2 separate regions of the Sus scrofa genome follow, and region 1 is linked to region 2. The links are chromatin contacts, called in public HiChIP or PLAC-seq maps. All regions are on one chromosome and are shown on one strand. The core of a region is the stretch at or near the end of the contact, and the rest is flanking DNA. Distances in the headings are between cores, read along the strand shown. Region 1 holds the start of KMT2B (histone-lysine N-methyltransferase 2B). Region 2 holds the start of COX6B (COX6B protein).

Region 1 (3,663 bases), core at 508-3,007, 55 kb before region 2:
ATGGGTCAAGCTAGCCCTGAGGACTGAGGAAGACTCCAGGAGGGCAGGGACTAAGTCTGTTTCCCCCACAGCCAGTCTAGCTTGGGCTTTGAACACAGAACACACTTGGTAATTGGTGGAGACTCTAGTTGAGCAGGGAAGAGCTGACATGAAGAGCAAGAGTAACATTCCTGTAAAGCTACAGAGGTAGAGTTTCCCCATCACTCACCTCGCTGGGATCGGAGCGCAGAGCGCAGGGAACTGGGGGCCACATCTTCATCTGAATGAAAACCCTGAAACTCCTGATTTAGGGGACCAGGGGTGGAGGGGAGAAACAGCAGTCAGTGCCAAAGCCCTCGTTTCACCTGAAACTCAGGTATTGAGGAATATCCCCAGCTTCCCCCTTAACGTGTCCCTATTTACAAAAGAACTAACGAGGCTCAAAGGTGAGGGGAAGAGAAAACACGATCTCTTCTTAAGGATGGAGGTAGAGAATATTGTGAGCCTTCATCCCGGGTTCCAGACCACACCAGCAGAGCCATCAGTGGTTCACTGGCCCAAAGGGAATAGAACAGTGTCTTCTCAGGTCAGGTAGTAAGCACAACCCTCAGATTCCCTCATACCCCAACTTGGGGAAAAAAGTGGGACCTCTGTTCACCCTCTAAAGCTACAGTTTCTTTTTGAATGAAAATGGGAACTGGGGCACCCAAGTGAGGTGTCCATGTGTGTAACAAGTGGTTTCTCATATTATATGCTCCGAACGCCACAAACTGTCCTAAGTAACACAACCCATACCTTCCTGCCTTTTCTCAAAGGCTAGTGATAAACCCTGAATTAAACTCAAACCTGCTAGAGTGCTCACTCTCAGTCTTCACTCCATTTCTCTGCAACCTGTGCCCCCAAGAGAAAGCTCTTCACCATTCTACCTTCGCTCCACTTTAGGTCAGAAGAGGAATCGGGGCACTAGTGAAATCAGGGATGTGTCCGAGGTTTTGAGGCTGGGCGGGGCACCCGGCAGGTAGGAGCCCAGAGAGCCCCAGCCTGGGTCCAGTAAAGCCACGCTGCTGCTGTCAACCACCACTGGTTGGGCATGCAGTTCCTACAGCCTCCTCGCCCAAACCTCACCTGCCCTAGCTTTGCCAACTACCAAGAAGGAGCAGCCCAGGGCACTTCTGCAGGACCCGCCTCGGGCCCAAGTGTAAGCTGCAGCCCGAGCTTCTCTATGCACTTTCAGAGGCCCCTTCCATCGACAGCTCCGTGCAGCCGATCTCCTCCCATGCCTATTTCTAAGGCCCTTTCCCTCCTCAGAGTCCTGAGGATCCCGCTTCCCCACACCACCCCTCAGGACCACCCAGACCCCTGGAAGCCCCCGGCCTCCGCCCGCCAGGCGCTGGGGACGCCTCCGACTGCCTCACCTCATCGTCGGACTCCCCGTCACTGCTCTCCTCCTCCAGCAGGCAGCCCCGGCTCGGGCCCCAGCCGCGGCCTCGGCCCCGGCCCCGGCCCCGCTGAACGCGCGGGCCAGCCCACAGGCGGCGGAGCCGGCGCAGGCCCCGGCGGAGCCCCAGCAAACGGAGCAGGGCCGTGTCCTCCCCGGGCTCGGCTCCGCCCGGCCCTGCCGCGCCGCCGCCGCGCCGCAGAGCTACCCGCACTCTCTCGGCCCCGCTGCCCCGTCCGCCGCGGCCCCCGCCCCCGCCGGAGCCCCGCGGCCGGCCTGGGAAGCGGCCCCGCGCGGAGCCAGGCCCGGGGCAACTGCCGCCGCCCGCCGCCGCCGCCATCTTGGCACCGTGAGAGGGGCCGGGGAGGCGGGGGAGGGGCGGCCCGTGCGCAGGGCTCGTGTCGGGGCGGGGGGGAAAGCAGAGGAGGGGCGGGGCGGCCGCGGCTCACGACAACAACCAGCGCCGCCGCCCGGCCGGCAGGAGCCGGGGGCTGGGCCGGCCACGCGCGGGGCACCACGGGAGCGGGAGTCCGAGGCCGGCCGGCTGGCCGTCACTTTTAAACCGCACCTGAAGAGCACAGACCCCCGCGTCGCGGCGGGAGAGGGTGAGGCGCAGAGGTCTCAGGGAAATGTAGTCCGACCACCTCGCTCCTTCCGCGGAGAGCTAGGGCCGCGAGAGCTGGGACTACGGGGTCCTGGCCGGACCCAGAAAGCCAGCATCCTCTGCTGCCGGGAGGTGTGGTTCTCATCCCAGACTCCTCCCATTGTTCTTGCCTAGGCCAGAGACCCATATGAACTACCACTCCCAGGGTGCAGTGGGCTTCAGACCCTGGGAACCCCAGAGACGCTGGGAAGTGAAGTTCGCGACTGTAAGAGGCGTGGGCTGGATTAGGGGCGGGGGCAAAGGGTTAGTCTCAGTTCCGGGCTCGACCCCGCAGCAGAGATGCTGGGGAGGTCGTGCGGCCGTTTGGCCCTTGTGCTCAAGAAAAGGAGGCGGGTAGCCGAAAGCAGGGCAGAAACACGTTCCTTTCGAACTCCCGGGCCAGGAGGCCCAGACTCAGACTTCGCGTGCCACTGCTTGCTGTAGAAGGGACGAGTAACTTGTGTTCTCACAGCCTCCCCCCACAGGGCTTGCTGCTAAGTCGGTCAAGACACCGAGTCCTCGCGTCCCGCTGCTTCCGGAGGAGGACAGAGAGCCCCGGGAGACGGGGCGGTGGCTGCCGCGATGAGCCACCAGGGGTCGCTGCAGGACCAGGGGCAAGGTTGCTCACCGCGGGCAGACTAAAGTCTGGACTCGGCTTTATGGTCCTGGGGGGGGCACAAGAAACTCTTTATTTTGGTGATGAAACCGCCAGTCCCCGCACAGTTAACTTTCACTCATGCAAACTTCACTGCCGTCACTCAACACAGGTTCGCCAGCCCGGGCTTCTGCGATCCGCAGTCAACCGAGAGAGAGCTCTCGGCGCCCCTCTTGCGGCGCTTCTTGGAGCTAGCTGAGTTTGGTAGGCTCAGCCGTAGCCGCGGTGCGGGGTCAGACGCCCAGCTGGCCCACCCGTCCTGTCTTACATTCTTTAATTGTACATTTAACTGAAGCCAAAGAAGCTGCTGACAATCCGTCAGGTGGAGGAAGAGGGTCTGGAGGAGGAGGAGGAGGAGTAGAGGAAGGTGGAGCGAATGGTCCATCCTGGTGGGAGCTGGCTGGGCGAGTGGCCGCGCATGTGCGCCTGCATGGAGGCCAGGCTGGGGCAGCCGGCTTTGCACAGAGGGCAGCGGTAGGGTGCGGCCCCGTGCGTCCGCAGGTGCTTGGTCATGGCTGAGAAGTCCCGGGAGCGCTGGGGACAGAGGCTACAGGAGAAGGGCTTCTCTCCTAGGGCAGGTCAAGGGGAAGGCTGGTGAAGGAAAGAACGAGACGACGAAGCCTGGCCTAGTGGTCGGTGGGGGCAATTGGGCAAGGGAGTTGTGCCAGAGCCAGGTGTGCAGAGAGGGACTTAGGAGCCGGCCCGCTGGAGTTTGGAAGGAAGCAGACAATTCGTACTGGGCAGGGTGCCCATACCTGTGTGGACACGGTAGTGCGTCTCCATCTGATGTTTGAGTGAAAACCTCTTCCCACAGACAGAACAAGAATAGGGCCGAGACCGAGCGGGAGGGCGTGGGGGAGGGTGTCGGGGAGATGCGTGGCCTGCTGTGGCCACATGACCCACACAGGTTGCAAGTTCACCTGTGGGGACAAAAGGCAAAGGAGGGCA
Region 2 (3,790 bases), core at 1,122-3,621:
TTTATGTTCCTCCTGTATGTATGTACATTTCATGCACGCATGCACACACGCGCACGCGCGCGCACACACACACACACACACCATCGAGGGGGAGCTTCGTGGTGGTCTAGTGGTTAGGACTCAGAGCTTCACTGCTGCAACCTGGGTTTAAACCCTGGTCTGGGAACTGCGATCCCATATCCCACGTCAAACTGTTGCATGCCATGGCCAAAAAAAAAAAAAAAAACCTTTTGTTTTTTACAAAACAAAACACAAAATCATTGCGGGAACCAAAGTTTGTGCCACTGGCCCAGATCTTGAACACACAGCTGGTGAGGAGGGGCGTGGGCCCTGCAAGGTAGGAATGTTCAGAATAAAAGTGGCCTAGGATGCAGAAGGACCCCTAGGAGGAGGCAAGAGGTAGGTGACTTGAGGTGTGGGACCAGGGGAAGGTCAACATTGCCCCCGCCCGCTCCAACCCATGTCCTGCTCACCCAGGTAGTTCTGCCAGCAGTTCCTGGTCTGGTTCTGGTTGGGGAAGCGGCTGTCAAAAGGAGCTGTCTGGTAGTTCTTGATTTTGGTCTGGATGTCTTCTGCCATAGTGCTGACTCCTGGGGCCAAAGAGAATGGATGCTGGTAGGGCTCTCAGTCCACTCAGGCCCAGTGGAGGCTGGATGCAGAACAGGCTGGGTGTGACCAAGTCAAGCCAGGCCAAGGCCCCCTTCCTTTCAACATGCACACAGAGATGAAAGGCAGGCAAGAACACGCAAAGTGTGGAAGTCACAGCAGGGTAGGGGTGGGGGGCTCAACTCTCTGGTAAAATCAGGCCTTATCTGTCCCAAAATAACACTAGTTGACACTCACCGAGTGCTGACTATTGGCAAGGATGCTTTATTCCTACAGTCACTCTAAAAGGCAGGAACTATTACTATTACTGTTTCACAAAGAGACAGGGTGTTTAAGTGACATCCCAAGGTCAGAGAGCACACATGCCGTGGAGCTGCACTCCATCACTGACATAACCTACACTGCAGGGGTTCTTAATCTTGATCCCTGCCATGAACTCCCCAGGGATCTAATGAACCCTTTCTCAGAATATGTTTAAATGTATTTAGAAGTTGCAAAGGATCACAAAGAAAACCGTTATATGCAGCTGAGGACTTAACTACACAATTTCGAAATAGTCATGAGTGAGGGAGTCCCCGTGGTGGCTCAGTGGTAACGAACCCCACTAGAATCTATGAGGATGTGGATTTGATTCCTGGCATTGCTCAGTGGGTTAAGGATCCTGAGCTGCTATGGCTGTGGTGTAGGCTGGCAGCTGCAGCTCCGATTCCACCCCCCCAGCTTGGGAACTTCCATATGCCCTGGGGGCAGCCTTAAAAAAAAGGAATGAAAATGATATTTTGTGACATCTACAACTGTAATGGGATATAAGATGACCTGTGGTTTTAATGATGCTAATACGACTATGGCCACTGCCTCCACTCCTAACTGAAGGAAACGCTACATTTCAATAAGAGATTAGTAAAAATATAGATGTAAAATTTCCCCCATTCAAGAACTAGAACCCCTTGAATTCTATGGATTCTGTGAACCCAGAGTTAAAAACCTATGACAGAATTTCTAATGAGGTGATACAGTTTTCGTCAGGGAACCTGAAAGAAATTGCCTCTATTCCAGATGATTAGAGAAGTCCTGGGATTACATAGAGGTGAGTGGACTGATGTTAAATCCAAGCGACTCAAGGTAGTGGTAGGGATCGGGGCCATCGAAATGGAGTCTTTCCGGGAGCGGGGCTATCTGGAACTCCAGCAGCTGGGACACACACACGATCGGAAGAATTATTTTGGAAGCGAGATCCACCCGATTTCAGGAGTGCGGTAGACTGGGAGTACCGCTGTGGCCCCTCCAACGTCTAAGGGGGTGGAGGCGCCAGACACCAAGAAGCCATGCCACAGCCCAGGCAAACCACAGGGGGTACATCTGGTGATTAAAAGCCCTGCAGTGCAAACTACTAGGTCCAAATCCTGACCTCTGGCTAAACCGCTTACTGTCTGAACTGCGGTTGCCTCCCTGTCAAAAAGGGATAATCACAGGCCCTACCTCATAGAGCTGGAGGGAGGATTAAATGAATCAATGTAAGTCGCCTGGAATGTTCCAGGCATTGAGGAAAAACTAAATAATCGTTAGCTACGACTATTAACTTGAAGAGACCCCCCCGGGCCCGGGAGGCCTGCTGCCGTCGGCCGGAAACCTCATCTCATTCCCTGGGAAGCAAGGGTCGGACTCTTGAGTCCCCAGGCTGGGATTCCAGGCCCCCGAGGCCTCGACACTCACCTAGAGTCGCGCCTGAAACCGCTGGAAGCTCAATGTGACCCTCAGCAAAGACGCCGGCGTCGGACCGGAAGCGGAATAAAGACCGGCCGGAAGCGGGACGAGACGCGGTACAAGGGAGTCTTCCGCGGGGCTGGGCTGGTCCAGAAGCACTTAGGCCACGCCCATGCAAGAGAACTCCGACCTTCTATTGGTCCGAATGCCTGTTCGTCCTCACTCCCAGCCCAATCGTGAGCTGAAGCGGTTCCAAGCCGTGGGCGCAGTCTCGTCTCCTCCCCGTCCTTACCGAGAGAGAAGGGCTCAGGGTCCTGTCCTGGAGGGAGAGTCCCCCTGTGGAGAAACTATCCCAACGGAAATACTCTTATTCATGCAATAATCATTTATTGAACGTTTACTCTGTGCCAAATATTTCTATTAAGTGTTGGGACGCATAGCTGAAGAAAACACAAAAATCCCTATTCTCGTTATGATTATTACTGGGTCAATTGGAAAATTGGAATTTCCAGGAGTTCCCGTTATGGCACAGAGGAAAAAAATCCAGCTAGGAACCATGGGGTTGCGGATTCGATCCCTGGCCTTGCTCAGTGGGTTGAGGATCCAGCGTTGCGGTGAGCTGTGGTGTAGGTCACAGACAACGCTTGGATCCTGCGTTGCTATGGCTGTGGCTAGGACGGCGGTTGCAACTCCAATTGGACCTCTAGCCTAGGAATCTCCATATGCCACCAGTGCGGCCCTAAAAAGCAAAAAAGAAAAGAAAATTGGAACTTCCAATTGGAAATTCAATTACTGGGGATTGCAAACAAATCATTCTTAAGGAATTAAAAACAAGCCATTCTTTCTCCCAGGGTCGTTCATCCCTATATGAGGAATGCCCAGACTCCATCTTCCTGCTTATTATCATGTTTCCCCAAACCTTAGAAGGCACATTATGTTTTGGAGGCTGCGTACCAGGCCTACACCATCCTAACTGCATGGGGGACGGAGAGCAAGTAGCCACCCAATAAAATACTTGGCAGTGTCAGGCTTAACTGGATTGGGGGCCTCCTGCATTCTGTGTTCATCAGGATTGTAATTATTTGTTTACATGCCTGCATTCATCCCTTTCAATGAGATCTTCCTAAAGCCCAAATTTCTTTGTTTAACCCCCCCCCCAAACCCTCTAACAAAGTCCAGGCTCCTTAATATGGTTCACAGATCCTTTTTTTTTTTAATTCAATGAATTTTATTATATTTATAGTTGTCCGCAGATCCTTTGTGAACTGACCCATGGTCCTCCCTCCAGCCACGTTGAGATATATATATATAAATATATACTTTTTTTGTTTTTTTTTTTGTCTTCTTGCCATTTCTTGGGCCGCTCCCACAGCATATGGAGGTTCCCAGGCTAGGGGTCTAATCGGAGCTGTAGCCACCAGCCTACGCCAGAGCCACAGCAATGTGGGATCTGAGCCGCATCTGTGACCTACACCACAGC

The links. HiChIP or PLAC-seq counts read pairs in DNA pulled down with a chosen protein or histone mark.
Region 1: a contact with region 2 is called in an H3K27ac HiChIP or PLAC-seq map of alveolar macrophages. The contact joins the promoter of KMT2B here to the promoter of COX6B in region 2. A contact is called at or near these places in 2 of 47 Hi-C or Micro-C datasets (embryonic fibroblasts and epiblast stem cells) and 1 of 2 datasets of contacts at active chromatin or transcription factors (alveolar macrophages).

What each region holds. Positions count from the first base shown.
Region 1 is chr6:45,144,957-45,148,619 of Sscrofa11.1, reverse strand. KMT2B (histone-lysine N-methyltransferase 2B) reads right to left here and starts at 1,757. Exons shown (of 38, transcript XM_003127067.5): 1 at 1,395-1,757; 2 at 209-281. The coding sequence starts at 1,757. It overlaps ZBTB32 (zinc finger and BTB domain-containing protein 32), which reads right to left. Exons shown (of 5, transcript XM_021097176.1): 4 at 3,471-3,635; 5 at 2,717-3,284. The coding sequence ends at 3,034.
Region 2 is chr6:45,090,513-45,094,302 of Sscrofa11.1, reverse strand. COX6B (COX6B protein) reads right to left here and starts at 2,371. Exons shown (of 4, transcript NM_001097497.2): 1 at 2,320-2,371; 2 at 474-649. The coding sequence starts at 579.